2 separate regions of the Danio rerio genome follow, and region 2 is linked to region 1. The links are chromatin contacts, called in public HiChIP or PLAC-seq maps. All regions are on one chromosome and are shown on one strand. The core of a region is the stretch at or near the end of the contact, and the rest is flanking DNA. Distances in the headings are between cores, read along the strand shown. Region 1 overlaps abr (ABR activator of RhoGEF and GTPase). Region 2 overlaps abr (ABR activator of RhoGEF and GTPase).

Evidence for each region. HiChIP or PLAC-seq counts read pairs in DNA pulled down with a chosen protein or histone mark.
Region 2: a contact with region 1 is called in an H3K4me3 HiChIP or PLAC-seq map of embryo, with 4 times the contacts expected there. The contact joins two enhancer-like sites. A contact is called at or near these places in 3 of 18 Hi-C or Micro-C datasets (caudal fin, embryo and hematopoietic stem cells) and 1 of 4 datasets of contacts at active chromatin or transcription factors (embryo).

The regions. Positions count from the first base shown.
Region 1 is chr5:68,335,545-68,341,063 of GRCz12tu, reverse strand. All of the region lies in intron 1 of abr (ABR activator of RhoGEF and GTPase), which reads right to left. Among named protein-coding and RNA genes, the nearest start is that of abr, 45 kb to the right of the region's middle. Within about 2 kb of position 1,888, at least 3 of the 62 cell types and tissues checked have an H3K27ac peak or open chromatin away from gene starts, as enhancers often do.
Region 2 is chr5:68,386,696-68,392,608 of GRCz12tu, reverse strand. abr (ABR activator of RhoGEF and GTPase) reads right to left here. Exons shown (of 23, transcript NM_001368694.1): 2 at 454-632. Among named protein-coding and RNA genes, the nearest start is that of abr, 96 kb to the right of the region's middle. Within about 2 kb of position 3,403, at least 7 of the 62 cell types and tissues checked have an H3K27ac peak or open chromatin away from gene starts, as enhancers often do.

The sequences.
Region 1 (5,519 bases), core at 639-3,138:
CTGACAGGCATGAAATGGGCTGATAAACAAACCGACAAAGAGATGATCATATTGATGACTGACTTTATTATGCTTTCAGAAGAATTCCCTATTGGCATGTTCTGAAAACCCAATCAAATATGATTAAATTCGCCGGAGTTAATACACTCGCACTAACATTGATATTAGCCTCTATGGAAACATCACTGCATTTGAAATGTACATCCTTTATTAAGCAAGAAAGCCTTTTAATGTTTAATGACATCCATAAATTATTAATTGACTGTACTTTTTTTTCTTTTTAACAAGACTGTACCTTGAGAACACTGAACAAAAAGGGTTAAACAATAAAAACAGGAGTCAAATCAATCTAGAAAGGCTGTTATTGTTGCAGCAGCGCTTAATGAGGCTTGCGTTTTATGTTAATGAGTCAATGTGGTAATTTGTTAAAGACCTCATGACTGGCAGAGACAGAAGAGGGCTGCAATTTGGGTTTGTGTTTTTAAAGGGGCTCTTCATTGGTCATCAACAGCAGACAAAAGCTGAAAGCCTCTGGGTGAAGAGATGTTTTATCCTTGTGAGGTATTTTAGCTCTATAAATGTTTGCATATCAGCGCTGAAATGTCTCGCTGTTCTTTTGTTCTTTTAATTGCAACTCAATGTGTGCTTTTGATGGTATGACCAGAAATGTGCATTTGCACAGTAAATAAATGGAATAATTAACAATCATGCATGTGGATTAAGATTTTATCAAACAAATAAAACCCTCTGGGTTTAAATAAATCAAAAGTGTAAAACCATATCTATTGTCTATCAAATATTGTTAACAATTTTTTAATTATATAAAATATGTATTCAAATAATATAAAATACAATATAATAATAATAATAATAATATAAAAAAAAAATAAAAAATAAAAAAAAAAATATATATATATATATATATATATAATATATTAGATATTTATTTTTTTAGATAATATATACACTTTATATTATGTAATATAATGTTATATTATTATGTTTAATATATTTAATACACAAAAACATTTTTATATTATTTTTTATATTATATTTTTATTTATATATATTTTATATATATATATATATATATATAAATATATATATAATTTTATATTATATAAAATAATATTAAAAATATTATTATATATTACTTAATTATATTATATATTTGATATTCATTTTATATTTAATATTTATTACATATTAAATTATTTATATTTTATTATATATATATATATATATATATATATATATATATATATATATATATATATATATATATATATATATATATACACTTTATATTTAATATATATTTAATAAAGATTATTTTTTTTAAGTAAAAATATTTTATATTACAATTATTCTAAAACAATCCTGAAAGGAATACATTTATAATAATAAAATTTGTTTATTAATTTATAAACTTTCATATTTTGTTAAGCAATTTATTATTACATTTATTTTATAATACACATATGATTTATTAATGTTTCATATTACTTGTATTTATGTATTTTCATACACACATACACACACACACACACACCAAAAGACCAAAATGGGGGGGAACAGGGGTGAAACTGATAACATCTTGTGGGATGATCGCCTGTTATTCTGAATTACCAATTATACATCACATCATATAGACACACACACACACACACACACACACACACACACGCACACATCTCATATAATTTAGTGTGAAATTATGAAGTGGGGAGGGAGGTGTTTGTGGTGGATTAGTCCATTTCTGGTTAACTCCTCAATGGATTTTCCATAGTGAATGAAATCCTCTCTCTCTCTCTCTTTCTCTCTCTCTCTCTCTGCTACCCTCCACCCCTTCCAGTTTCTGCCAGTCTTTCCTCCATTTAACGTGGTTTTCTGAAAGCTCTTTATGTAACTCAACCTTACAGCCGGAGTAAACGAACGGCAGACTAAACAACCACAACAAGTGCATCTTCCCATTCCAGCATTACCCACAAACCCCTGCTGACCACTTCTGCGCACATGACTTCCATCCAAAGCCCTTCTGATTGCACACAGTCAACAACATTTGAATATTCTTAAGAACAGAGTGTACTTTGGGTCTCAAGCAAGCAAGTTTGATTTATTTTCACTAATTGTTCACCATTAATAAGTGAATGGAAATGATATATTGAGATAGATGCAGATGGAAAAAAAGGGAAGCTGGAATGATTAAGGAGAGAATGATGGCATTGAAGAAGGAAAATTATATAATATACAATATACAAACAGAGATGAAAGGTTGAGAGAAGAAAGGGAAAAGGACAGAAAGAAAATAAGGAATAAATTAAATAAGGGAAAAAAGAGAGAATATAAAAAAATAAAATGGGGAAATAAAAGGACAAATAAGTAGAAAGCAAGATGTGATAAAGCATAAAAAAGATACATATAAATATATAATAGTATTAAATATTAGTAAAAATTATTACATAGTGTTTGTGGGTATATATTATATATTTAATATTATATAATATTATAATATTATAACTTATATCATATTGTTTAGTAATTTATTATTACATTTATTATATATCATTTATTATTGTTTATTAGACTTTTATTTCTATATTTATAACTTTTATTTATATATTTTCAAATTAAATCTTTATTTTAACTGTTATAGCAATTTTGTCATGCTTTTCATTCATTCAATCAATCGTTCAATTCAATGTCTTCATATAGTAACTTCTAATCAGCTTTAATACACGTCAATTTCTGAAGTAGTTACGAAAAGCAACCCTTCGCAAAGTATAAGCAGGTTTTCATCTTATATTTATTAGATTTTTTAGCTTTATTTTTATTATAAAAACTATTTTGAAACATTTTAGCTTTAGATCTATAGACACAGATAGCAGAACTAGAAGACAGGATTGTCACGATACTGGATACCAATCAATACAAAAAATTTCTCGCTAACATTTGAGCGCTGTTGAGTACGTACTTAAACAGCACTGATTTACCTTTAATCACAAACACAGGGACACTGGAGCGTTTTAAAGCTGCAATTCATCAGGGGATCGCTCGTATGTCAGCTTATAAACAAACCAGCTAAACTTCAAAACGCTCCAGTGTTCCTGTATCTGTGGATACACTCAGTACTTATATAGCCAGTCTTATGTGTATAGTTTAAGTTTTTACTATATGTTAGTTATGCATTTTTTTTTAAATAGCTCTTATGTCCAGTGTTGTGTTTGTATTTATGATTAATTTATGTAGCACCGTTGTCCTTCAAGACACAACATTTCTTTTCTTCTGTTTGTCCACACAAGTAGCGGAATGACATTAAAGCTCGACTTGACTTGACTAAACAGCAGTGAGTTCAGTGAACTGACTTTCATGGCCAATCACAGTCATTTCTGTTGAGCATGTGAACACAATGAAAAATTAACATTGTTTAGGAACGCACTCAACAGCGCTCAAATGTTAGCGGGAAATGGATGTTTTTAAAATTTCACTACTGATTGGTACCGAATTCCAGTTTCATGACAATCTAGAAGACAGACAACTAGAAAAGGAGAGGTAAAAAGTAAAAATATATGACTGAACTTTTAGTTATGTATTTTCAGTCAAATTTTGAATCAAATTTTAAGTTATAGCAATTTTGTTATGTTTTACCTTAATTTCTTAAATCGTAAAATATTTTAATATATTTTTTTAATAAATACATTCGTTTCATCATTGTATTTTTTAAAAATATATTATATTATTTTAATACTTTAATACTAAAAAAAATATATATATATACATACATACATACATACATACATACATACATACATACATACATACATACATATCAAATAAACTGTATTTATTACATGTAAAAATTATTGTTTTTAACATTTCACTACTAATCGGTACCAAATTCAAGTATCGAGACAACCTAGAAAACAGACGACTAGAAAAGAAGAGGTGAAAAGTAATAAAAATAAAAAATAAATAAAAATAAATAAATAAATAGCCAATGCATGAAGGAGTTGCATATCCAATGATACTTCTTAAACACAGACGTATTAGATAAGAATACCATTGCACTATTTCACCTCAACACGCCACACAATTCCGTCATACAGACCCAACACAAATTGATTAAGTTAACATAACTGGTTTAACAAACTAAAGTGGATTGAATCATTAAGTTGTCCCAAAAAAAAACTTAAGAATTGTGTTGTGTCAACTAATTTCAAATAAGTAGTTTGAACAAGCAAAAATATGACATTCACTGTTTGTTATTTAAATTGAGCTGAAACAACATGATTGTTGATTTTTTGGGTGAAACAACTTGATTATTTTATGTTCAATCCACTCAAACATGTAAAAAACTAATAGGTTAACTTAATTCCTTCATGTTGTCCCAAATACAAATCAACTCAGCAGTTTTTTACAGTGTAATGACCCCTGACAGTCATCAAAATACAAACTGTCATTCAACAAACAACAAACACAAGATGCCTAAAAGCCTCCTCCAGCAGACGCTGATGATCACCATATTATCCCAGCTGAATTCAACACATCATACACAAACAGAGATGCTGCAAATGAGCAGAGAGCCATTAAGTACGTACTGCTGTACAGGGTGTCTATCCAGGAGAGCCTGGGCAGCTCGCGAGTGCTCAGGTGCTCCATCCCCCCGCCGGCCGTCTCCTCCAGCGCTGCGTTTCTAAACGCCCGCTCGCTCGCTCGTCTCTTACTCTCTTTCTCTCTCACTCTCTCCGTCGCTCGCCTGATCTGCTTAGTGTTTATGGAGGGTTTTGGACATGTCCGAGTTGGAGATGCAGAGCCGCTGTGTGTTGCTGAGGAGAGATCCACGCTTAGTGTAAATGTATGTGTGTGTGTCGCTTCAGCTCCTCACATGTATGACAACAGGCTGGAGCTGCTCACTGCCAACGGTTGCTAAGGGAAGGGGAGACACTCCTCCCTTTTTTGCTCTCTCTCTCTCTCTCGCTTGCTTTCTCACTCAGTCCTCTTTTCTTCAATTCTCCTGTCTTGTTCATCTTTTATCTTTTACTTTCATTTACACTCGGGATCTTGGGAACAATTATTTTTAGCTTAATAGTGGTTTTAAAATATGGTTGATTTGACAGAGCTTTGTATTTATTTTTTATTTGTACATTGTATTTATTTTCCTATTAAAAGCAGAATATGTACGACTTTTTTTTTTAAATATCTAAATTACACTAGAACTGGTTCATATATATTTTAAGTGATTACTTGCATTATTTCAATATTTTTTAGATGTTCAAAAGCAATTTTAAAGAGCCCCTATTATGGGTTTTTGAAAATGCAGTGTGTAACACAGCTCTGAGTGAAGTGAAAGATCCAGCTAAGGCTTAAATCTGAAAGTGCGCCATGTTTAAAACTATTGATTCATCTATAAAAGAGTCGACTCCTAGTGGTTTGTATGAATCACTAAAATAAAAATTACACACACACACACACGCACACACGCACACACGCACACACGCACACACGCACACGCACACGCA
Region 2 (5,913 bases), core at 2,154-4,653, 50 kb before region 1:
GAAAGCGATGAAGAGTGTGATGTTGAGAGATTGTGAGTTGACATTTACAACAAAGCCTTGTGAAAAAGACAGTGAAGTTCCTCAGATCCTCAACCGAATGCTTCCTGCAGGATCAGTGCTCTTAGATTAAAGTGTGTTAGTGTTTGTGTGTGTGTGTGTGTGCAGCATCCATTCAGATATTAGCAGAACATATTGCAGACTCAATTCCAAACAAATCTGATTCGACGTTATCATATCCTCTTTGCATGATGTCATCTTAAAGGAAAAGTTCAATCAGAAATGAGAGTTCTGTCATTAGGCCCACTGTTAGGCCCACTCACTTGTGTGAGTCACACTGAAAATTAATAATATTTAGGGGTTGGTGTGTGATGAGGCAGGGGAGAGAAGAGGTTTTAAGTTCTTTTAACCAAAACACAATCACACACACACACACATAGAAAGATGCACTCGTACCCCAGACAGCAGCCCTTCTGGTGGTGTAGGAGAAACGGCCTCTCCATCTTGTCCTCGAGCGCAGAGATGAGGAGACATGGTGGGCGACTCATCGATAAAGGGCATCGTTTCTGAGCCATCTTGAGACTTCCTGTCCTCCGCAGGATCTCCCTCGTAGCCATCAGTGTTGTAGTTAAAGTCTGTGATGGACAAATGAAACACAAAGATGTAAATTAGAGCAACAAGCATTACAGATGGACAGACATGCTAGTAGCTATTTAATAATAAAATATTTCAAAATAAAAAGCATGCTTGAAACGGTTGATACCGGCACTTTAACATGCTGTTATTTGTTACAGTATTTCAAATTAGATTGCGCACCACACCTACTACTTTAATTATCAATATTATTAAATTTATATTCCGCATAATATTCCGTTATAATATTACATATAGTCATAAGACAGATGCTTTTGTCCAAAATGACCTCTGTTGTTTTTATCTATGATTGTCAATTATATTTTATGCGCACACACAATTGATGTCATTTAGTAATACTGATTCACATTGCAAGATCTAAGTAAGTGAAAATATCTTAGTGACTTCTTGCCAGTATTGTACCTTAAAAAACAATAACTGGAAATCATTCATATTTTATGTGAGTTTGCTAGGTGAGGTGACATGAACATTAACATCTACTGCAATGCCAAGCAATCAGATGAGCACATATTACCAATATGATCTACATCCATTCGTCCATCTACCCTTCCATCCATCATCTGACAAACTGAATCTAGCACTGAATCTCACTGTAAATATGTGCTTCAGGACATTATTTCCTCCCCCAAAAAATGATAATACCTTGCATGTTTCAGATGGTAAATCCACTAGAGGGCGCTGTCTACATTTTTGCAAGTTTAAATTACATTACTTAGGATACGTTTTGGCGTACGTTTTAGATATACATACTTCTTGTACATGCCCACTAGAAGCAGGTGCTTGTCGTACAGATCAGCTAACAAAACACTGACCTTAAAGGCTGGTTTATACCTCTGCGTCAAGTGATCAGCAAGACCCAATGCGCCTGCCTTGCACGTGGTTGTGCATTTATTCTTCTTTGTGCTGCTTGGTTTGCTCTACAATAACACTTTCAAAATGGGAGTAGGTTTTTATGTTCGGCTGTGTCGAATTTCTTTGTGGGTGTTTTAATTTTTCTGAAAGCTACCTGAATGTATAAGCAGCTAAAACTCGCTGATTCAGAGGCGAGAACCGGCGGATGTGCAACAACATTAACCATAAGGTAAACACAAAACAACAATTTAACAATTTTGATCTAGAGCTGCTTCACGGGACTCAACACTTGTAAACACTCGCTCCAACGGGCTTTTGCGGCTCTCGGATCTGCCCACACTGGTCACAGCTACCAAGCTGACCAATCACAGAGCTTGCGCTCGTCGTCGTTGCGACATGTACTTACATTTTTTGGAAGGTGCACATCAGCATTGGCATCAGCTACAGCATACACGTGCGCTTTACGCAGAACTATAAATCAGCCTAAACCCTTCCATAAACCCAACCATTAGTGTTTTCAAAAAACAAACATACAAGAAAAGTGCACTGTTATCACAGTTGTACATGGAACTGTGCTTCACCAGACTTGAACCAGAGCCCACTGCATCACAAGTACCACACCGTACAAGCTAAGCTACCGAGCAAACTGACCACAGCAGAAAAGTTGTTCATATAGAGATAGATAAGAGAGGCAAATGTATTAAATAACACATTATAGGCACAAAGTCATTTTCTAGTATTTATTTGGTGTCGTGCAAAGAATTGCACAAAAATAATCCTTTATTTGATGATAATATATCATTAATGTGCAAAAGAACAAAAGTTGTTGGGATCAAACTCCTCCATAGCTTAAATTTTAGCTCGAAACTGCATTCAAATGTACAGTAGACTGAAACATGTATTTCTAATAAGCCTATGTTGTTAACCTCACACGTAGGCAACATAGTAAAAAATGTAAACGACAGGTCTAAGGAAGAAATGGTGACATAAACAAATAAATAGCCATCCAAAATTCAGCACTATTTTGACGGTGGACTAAATGTGTTTGATGTGTGTTGTTCGGTGAACTCTTACCTTTCAAAATAAACCGTGATGTAAAGCAATAAACGCGTGTGTGTCTTGCTATTACGATGATATGTACTTCATATTTAATAAGCATTTTCTGTACAACTTACACAAATTTAGCAAATGCATTCCTTATAAGCTTCCCATTGAAAAGCATCTAGCAGCAATGGCTGCTTGAGGGTTGTAGCTTTAGACTGATGTATAGTTTGTTGAGATTACTTATGTTCTTTTTGATGTAATCTATTTGTAAACATATCAATGTTCTGACGCTGACTATTATCTCCTTTTTTGGTACATGACACCACAAAAATTATGCTGAAAATAATACGGAGTATAATTCCCTCATAAACTTGAAAATGGCCTACAAAGGGGAGCAAAAACCTCTTGTTAAAGTGTTTATGAGTTCAGCAGTATTCACAGGAGACGTGTCTTCATTAAAATGGAAAATGCAGTGTGTTTGTGTCAAGACACACACTCCCACATGGTCAAAGAATGGCACGTAAACAAAAGTCCTGCTTGACAAGCAAACCCCGGGGGGCGGGGCCAGCCCGTCTGTCACCATGGCATTCCCTAAAGATTGCTAACGTGACGGCCAATCATAACCAACAGACCAATTATAACTCAACCTGGTCACAACGGTGTTGCTTTCCATGTGAAAACACACAAACTGGATCAAATCAAAGGTGCAAAATTCAGACTAATGCAACAAGACGAAGCATCAGTTGCACAGATCTTCTAACTGGTTTGTCTATAAAGGGGCTTGTTGTAATAGAGCAGAGGAAATAACGACTCCGTTGAGCTGCTGAGCAGGAAATTGGTTGAATGTGGGTCAACAGGCTCTCACATCCGCTCTGCCTACAGCACATGAACACAGGGTCAAAACAACCTGCACTGGCCAGAGCCAATCTACTGCAGGTCATGCTCAATATTGTGCTATTCTTACTGCCATTGCACTTTCGTATATCAATAAGGTAATAGATCACATTTAGCTATCCTCATATATTTCTGGGAATTGAAAGCTAGACATGGAAGACGCAAAACGCTGGGTTCCACACAGTTCCTTAAGGGGATTGAATATAAAACAATTAAGTTGTCCAGTGTTTCAACTCATTTTGAATAAGTAGTTTGAACAAGTCATTGTTTCAGTGAACAAATATGCACAGAATAGGTGAAATATTAATTAATTCAACATGTAAAATAAAAAAAAACATAATTTAAACATTTTTAAAGCAAATCAACATATTTTAACATTTATTTGTTCAAAATGCCATTATTGTGATGACAATTAAGCAACGTACTGCCTTGTTTTTAACGCTATATCATTAATTTATGCTGATTTACAAAAAAAGCTAATTTATTGTACATTTTATTACAATAAAATAATACAGCAATAAACTTAATGTTGTTTAAAAACTGAATAAATTGTAATTGTAATTGTAACTGACAACAATGGAAAAATACCGTTGTATGATGCATTTTGAGTACACTACTAAAAAGATTCATCAAACTGAGTGTAGCTGAGCCTTGAACGTTATCAGTAAAGCTATTCCAGAGTTTAGGAGCCATAAATGAGAAGGCTTGACCTCCTTGAGTAGAAATTGCTGTTTTGGACACAACCAGAAGCCCTGAGTTTTGAGATCTTAAAGAGCAGGTTGGATTGTAGCAAGACAGAAGACTGGTTTGCTCTTCAGTGTTTGGACTTTCAGAAGTGAAAGTAAACCACACTGAACTGAACTTAAACTCTGTAAACTGGATTGACAAAGTTTCAATTTACTAGAAGTTCTATGTAAAGCTGCTTTGACACAAATCCACGTTGTAAAAGTGCTGTCTGAGCCTCGAACATTATCAGGAAGACTATTCCAGAGTTTAGGAGCCATAAATGAGAAGTTTCAACCTCCTTTAGTAGACTTTGCTATTCTGGGTACTACCAAAACCCCTGACTTTTGAGATCTTAAGGAGCCGGTTGAATTGTAGCAAGAGAGGAGATGGATTTGCTCTTATGTGTTTGTACTTTCAGAAGTGAAAAGTAAACCACACTGAACTGAACTTCAACTCTGTAAACTGGATTGACACAGTTTCAATTTACTAGAAGTTCTATGTAAAGCTGCTTTGACACAATCCATGTTGTAAAAGTTCTGTCTGAGCCTCAAACATAATCAGGAAGGCTATTTCAGAGTTTAGGAACCATAAATGAGAAGGCTCGACCTCCTTTAGTAGACTTTGCTATTCTAGGTACTACCAACAGCCCTGTGGTTTGAGATCTTAGAGCGGGCTCGATTGTAGCGAGACAGAACATGGATTTGCTCTTCATTGTTTGGACTTTTAGCAGTGACATTTAAACCACACTAAACTGGACTAAACTGAACTTCAGCTCTGCAAACTGGACTAACGCAGTTTCAATTTACTAGAACTTCTATGTTAAGCGGCTTTGACACAATCTACATTGTAAAAGCGCTATAGAAATAAACAAAAAATCAATTAAATGCAGTAATAATACAGGTTTAGTCTTTGTTGTTAACAATAATAAAAATAAGATTAATATGTTAGTTCACGTTAACTCCCAGTGCATACATAATGCAAATTCTGAACAATTCTATAAAATATGAATTTAACAGTTACATTGATCACTAGTCATAGTTAAAAGAAGTACTCTATGAATATGAGTAGACTATATGAGTAAACACCCCCCCCCCAAAAAAAAAAGCATAAAAACACACAGACATGAGCAAAAAAACTGTCATAATGAGTCTACAGTCTTCGTATGGAAATTTCCAGCTATTTTAAATATCATATCAAAACACAAACACAGACAAAGCCTGTCTGTGTGACCGAAGTAAAACTAAACACCAAAAACACACTGATGAAGCTTTAATCTGTACTTCCTCCTTTCAAAAAAACATTATACCCCTTATAAAGCAGTAAACACGCAGCACATAGTCCTGTTTGGCCTTGATGACTGGTTAAAGTGTTTAGACAGTGTAGATGGAAAGAGAAATCGATTGGTGCGTCGGCAAACCTGAAGTGCGGCTTTGGCAGAGAGATACACAGACACACACACATTAGGAGACACGCACTGCATTAGGAGATTTAAGCAGCTGATTTCTGGAGCATCCTAAATCCAAATAGGCATTTGAAGAGATTTACAAATGTCACACATAAAGTAGCGTGGGGGCTATCAGTGTAAGCATTTAAGCTAAACAACATGGGACATAGTGTCTCTTAATATTTCCATTAAATACCGTGAAAACAACCCTATATTTGACGATAATATGTCCATGAAAATATCATTAATGTGAAAAGGAAAACAAGTTGTTGCAGTAATACTGTTCTATCGCAAATGGACGC